2 separate regions of the Zea mays genome follow, and region 1 is linked to region 2. A link is a contact called in public Hi-C data. All regions are on one chromosome and are shown on one strand. Each heading gives the region's core, a stretch centred on a gene start, on an enhancer-like site or on the middle of the called end of the contact. The rest is flanking DNA. Distances are from core to core; before and after follow the strand shown.

What was found. Hi-C and Micro-C count contacts between places; a contact is called where the count stands out from the background.
Region 1: a contact with region 2 is called in a Hi-C map of tassel, with 2.7 times the contacts expected there. The contact joins the promoter of LOC100384768 here to the promoter of LOC103636032 in region 2. A contact is called at or near these places in 9 of 25 Hi-C or Micro-C datasets (bundle sheath, ear, endosperm and 3 more).

What each region holds. Positions count from the first base shown.
Region 1 is chr8:143,664,356-143,667,055 of Zm-B73-REFERENCE-NAM-5.0, reverse strand. LOC100384768 (SIT4 phosphatase-associated family protein) reads right to left here and starts at 1,373. Exons shown (of 19, transcript NM_001177224.2): 1 at 1,203-1,373. The coding sequence starts at 1,241.
Region 2 is chr8:143,438,175-143,440,874 of Zm-B73-REFERENCE-NAM-5.0, reverse strand. It overlaps LOC103636032 (protein ALTERED PHOSPHATE STARVATION RESPONSE 1), which reads right to left and starts at 1,315. Exons shown (of 7, transcript XM_020543385.2): 1 at 830-1,315; 2 at 669-709; 3 at 1-590. The coding sequence starts at 366.

The DNA of each region.
Region 1 (2,700 bases), core at 124-2,623, 230 kb before region 2:
CCTTTGTTATCTTGCTCACTAACATAAGCCAGAAGCAGCTGTTGGCCTGCTCAAGTAAGCCAGTTTTCAAGTCAGTACTCAGAACAGAATACATCTAGAAAACATAATTCCCGTCGTGTTGCCGCCACCACGTCTCCAAAGGACTGGAGAGTCCAGACAGAACTACAAAAACGCCAGGACACGCCATCGACAATCGACCTTCGCATGTACACATATACCATAGGCAATAGCTAACTCATTGTGTTTTGTCGTTCGGTCTATCAAAATGTGTTTTTATATATGGTTCTGCCCAGAGCCCCTAAAGTCTCAGACACGGCCCTGAATTAATAACTCTCTTTAATAGTAAATGAGTAAAAAACACAAGGCCTCCATGGATCAAGCTATTTGCAGTGACTAAACTGACCATCGAAAGAATAAGAATGGTTTACAATGAAAGTGATCAAGTTCAAGAATCACTTCAAAAACAAAATCGGATATATATTAAGTTGCAAGCTTGTACATAAAATTACAGGTGTCACATCATTTTTATTCCATTGTATATATTATGTGACTATGCAGTGAACAAAACAGAATTTAATCCCAGTAAATCCAACGAGGGCATTTCCATGAGCATAACTAAAAAGAAATATATTGGCAAGGGCATATTGCAATGGTACACTATTCCAGCGTGAAATGCAAATACTTTCTGCAGCAGCAGCAGTGCCCTATGCATAACAAACAATTGTCTATCACAAAAGTTCATGAAACAGAATGCCACAAGATAATAGGTTCAGCATAACAAAACAAACAAAGCCTCCTCTTTGCCATAAAATGAATCTCCTGTCACACACAAATGATTCAGTCCTCCCCGAAACCTAAGCCCAATCAGAACCAAGGCGTATCATTCCTTTCAGCAGCACAAGCTCTGACCCCACTGGCACCCTCAAATCCACGGGAACAGCATACACGTACATCGATGCAAAATCACACATCTCGCAGCCACAGCGCACTCGTACACTAATTCCAGCACGAAGCTCCAAGGGAAATATTCAAAATAAGCGAGCATTGCAGCCCAACAGCCGAATCCAAAATCCAATCCACCGACCCAATCCGAAACAAGCAAACAAACCACACCAGCAGCTCTCAGCAACAGCGCCGCGCGCCCACGCTCCCAACCTGAGAAGCAACAGTGTGTAATGAGGAGCAAAGGAGGGGGAACTCACGGGCGAGGCCGCGGAGAGGCCGGTCATGCGCCAGAACATGGCGGCGGCGGTGGGAAGAACAGCAGCGGATCTAGGGTTTGGGGCGCCGGGGAGCGAGAATGGATGACGGGTCCACGCGAATTCGAGTAGCGGCGGCGAATCGCCCGGCCGGGGAGGGCAGGTCTGATGGGGAGAGCTGGCGAGCGGATCGAATTGGGATCGCGAGATGGTAAGGGAGGCGCACGCTCGCGCACCACGCACGAAGGATGAAAAAAGAGCACGCTTTTCTTTTCGGCTTCCGTTTCTTTCCTCCGTTTGGGGAAATTTGATTTGGGTTGGATTTGGGGTAAATGTTCTGCCACCGGGCGCTGTTACTTTCACCGGGGCAGCTGGCCGCTGGCCGCTGGCAGACACGTGAACGGATTGCAGAGTTTTTGCCTGATTTCTCTTCGACCCTGTTTGGCACATCTTATTTTCAGCTTTTTCACAAATTTAACTAGAAGTTATGCCAAACAACTAGCTTCTGCAGCAGCTTATCAGTTCAGCTGCTTCTCAGAATACACTAAAAGCAGCCAACAAGCAGAAACTGCTTTTCACCAGCTTATCAAATAAGCCGCTTTTTCAACAAGCGGCAGCTGTGCCAAACAGGGCCTTCTTGTCGTTTGAGACTTGTACGGGGAAATTTGTTTCGAAGAACTACCCAATATTTTTTATTAATTTGCTTTCATGTATATATACTTAATTAAATAAAATTGTGTCATACTTCTTTCATTTTAAATTATTGTAAACCCTAATATAAGAGTCTCAAGACTTGAATCATTCAATAATAATAATAATAATAGAGATTACTTTGATTCTGTGTTTTATGATGGGGGCATATTTCTCTTTAAAAGTAAATAGGGTTAATCATTTCCTATAATTAATCTTGGTGATTGATGACCAACGTAAACACGTGGACTAACTATTTTGTCTAGAATTCATGTATTACAGGTGCATAAGGTTCAACATAAACCAAGAAAGGAATCAAGTTAAAGACACAATTTAATTGGAGCAAAAGAAACTTGAGTGTGCTGAAAAATGACGCATCGGACTGTCCGGTGCACCAATGTCGTACAACTCAAAACCAGCCCTCTCGAGAATTTGAAGACGTGCTCCGCTATAATTCACCGGACCGTCCGGTGAGCCAGCGGAGCAACGGCTCTCTGCGCCAACGGTCGACTTTGCAAAAGCAAGATTGTCGCAACAGAGTCAGAAGCACAGAAATCAGAGGGCACCCGACTGTCCGGTGTGGCACCAGACTGTCCGGTGTGGCACCGGACTGTCCGGCGCAGCTAGAAGACAAACGTCTCCAACGGCCAACTGCTCAGAAACCTAACGGTTGCGCTGACGTGGCGCGCACCGGACAGTGCATAGTGGTTGTCCAGCGCGCCCATCGCCAGCAGAATTCAGCCAACGACTAGAAGTGGTTGGGAGGCTATAAATACCCCCAACCACCTCATTCACTTCCATCCAAGCATTC
Region 2 (2,700 bases), core at 66-2,565:
GAATTCACCATCCCTCTTCTCCATCTTTCTTATGGTGGTTACTGGACTAAAAGGCAGAGGCGGCGGGGGGTGTGGCGAGGGTGGCAGTGAGGGTTCAGGAGGTGGCGGGGGCTGCGGCTGCGGCAGCGACTGTGGAGTAGGCGAGGGCGGCGCCGCAAGGCCTACCGGAGGCTGCTGTGACAAAGCAGACTCCAGCTCCACAAATTGCCGGAGAGTGGCTCCTGTGTTGCGGAGGGCGTGCAGGTATGCAATGTGCGCAGCTGCAAGCTCTGGGCGGCGGCGCACCAGCTGCTTCATGAGCCGCCTCCTGTCCTTGGAGCGCCTCACGGGCTCCTCATTGTCCACTTTAGAGCTGGAGGAACCCATCTGCCACCAAGGAACGAAAATTCCTCACTGATGGCCTTAGAAGAATGCAGACTGCAGCGTCAGCTGGAACTCCCAAATTGGCGCTCAACACCTGGGCTCCATCAAAAGTTGACTGAAACTGGCAACGATTCGCACTAAAACTCCAGAGCGTAGGGCACTGTCCAGCCGCAGCTCCTAATCATGGGACGCGCAGGGAAAATTCTCCGGATGGGTTTTACGGGTTCCTGCAAAATTGGCTGAAATTGTCCTCAATCTGAAATCGGTCCTGCTCTCCAACAATGAGTCACAACACAACGACCTACCAAGTCCTCTACTCTTGCGTCAAAACCCGATGGAACCGGCACTGAAACCAGGTAGACAAAAGAGACGACCCAGAAAACGATGAATCAGCCGCGAGAGAGAACAACATATCCCTAATTAGAACTTAGAAGTAGTGTGCTGTGGGCTGGTTGCCTTGCCTTACCAGAGAGTGGGCCCAACTGAAGAAATGTTCCACGGCCAGCAACCTGGACCATTGGCGAGATTGGGAGCTAATCCGGGACGAGGAAAGAAGGATCTAGCCAGGCGGAGGAGAAGAGTATGCCCGCAAAAGGAGAAGAGGGAAAGATGGAGGTAATTGCATCATGTGAGTCTTACCCACTCCCGAGAAGCCGTCCGTCTCTCTTTCCCCCCTTTCCTAATCCTCCCTCTCTGGCGGCCTGGCGGGCAGCAGTCAACATGGGGGTGACAGGAAGAGGAGCACCCGGCAATTGGGGTGATTGGGGGACGAGAGAGAGAGAGAGAGAGAGAGAGAGAGAGAGAGAGAGAGAGCGGGGGCGGTCAGCGGCGGCAGGCAGCGCCCGGCAGGAGCAGCAGGGGCTGGAGAGAGCAAGGGAAAAGGAAGAGAAGGCGTGGGATTCGGTTGTGCAGCAAGGGCAGTTGGATTGGATGTGGTCAGAGCTGCCAGTTTCCACCGCTGCCACTGGCGGCACTCCACGGCTTAGGCTATCCGCAGCGGTTCCCTCTAAATTTTTCCCCCTATATCACTTTTTTGCGTCACATCATCAACATTTCACCCCCTATTTTTTCATCTACCGCAGCGGTTACCCCTAAATACTCCCCCTATACCCCACTACAACTATAAAATATCACTTTCCTACCCTATTCATCATCTGTTACCATTTTTTCTTCACCTATTAAAGAACCACTGTACAGATGAACAGTGAATAGGGGGAGATTGAACTCACGCTACAGCCAGGGGAGTGCTGTTCATCTCCCACGCGTGGGGGGGCTCGCAGGGGGCCGCGCTGCGGGCGCAGGGGCGCCCCTGTAGCCGCCACTCTAGGGGAGGGGGCGGCCGCGCGGTGAGCGCTGCGGCCAGTCTTACCACTTGTATTGTAGTATCCTTCCTCGCTTTTTCGTTTTGCCTTTCCTCTCTCTCGCGTCTCGCCTCTTTGGTCCACACTCCACGTCACCCACCATCACGGATAATATGGATTAAAAACTACATAATGACACTAATTAGTGCTGCCGTATTCGTCGGAATCTGACACGGGCTACTGCCTACTGGGGTGGTTTCAGAATGATTGAGTCTAATGCTGCATCTGTATATTTAATTAAATTGAAGGTAAGCCCAATTCGTGGCAACCTACTATACTGCCATGGTGATGTGCTTTTCTGTAACGAAGTGAGAGACAAGTTTGGTTTTGCTTGTACGGTAGTGCCACGTGCAGGGGTGATAGGATTTCAGATAAACACGAGCCGAGCCACCAAACAGGTGGTCGATGGAATGCAAACGCTGGGTGCCTGTCGACACACCTACGCCTGCTGTTGTAGCTACTGCCGCCGTCCACCCACTGGTCCATTTTTCTTCTTCTAATCTTACAATCGGACATCAATCATTCAGATACTAGTATCTATCTCATGTATGTATTAGAAATCCAATTTCCAGTATATGGATTTTGAAACGATCGAATATTAAAAATTTAAACTCCGATAAAAACTATATATATATAATGTTTTGATCCATATGAGACAAACAGATGTTAGAAACTATGTGCAGCAGCGAACGCAGCCAATTAAAGATCCGAGCACGTTTTCTCAGAAGAAGGGGTGGGAATCTGAGCACGTACGATAGGGATGGCCATAGAAAAAAAACCAACATCAGTATGGTAACCCATAAAAATATAAAATGGCATGTCCACCGCATTAAAAAAAAACCAAACAAAGCTTGCCGATTGTATTAAAAAGAGAAACGTAGACTGGACAACACAATATAGGGCACACAAACAATCCAGACAACAACAACCTCTCACACACAGTATCCATCCTAAGTCATCGTTGACGACCTCAACA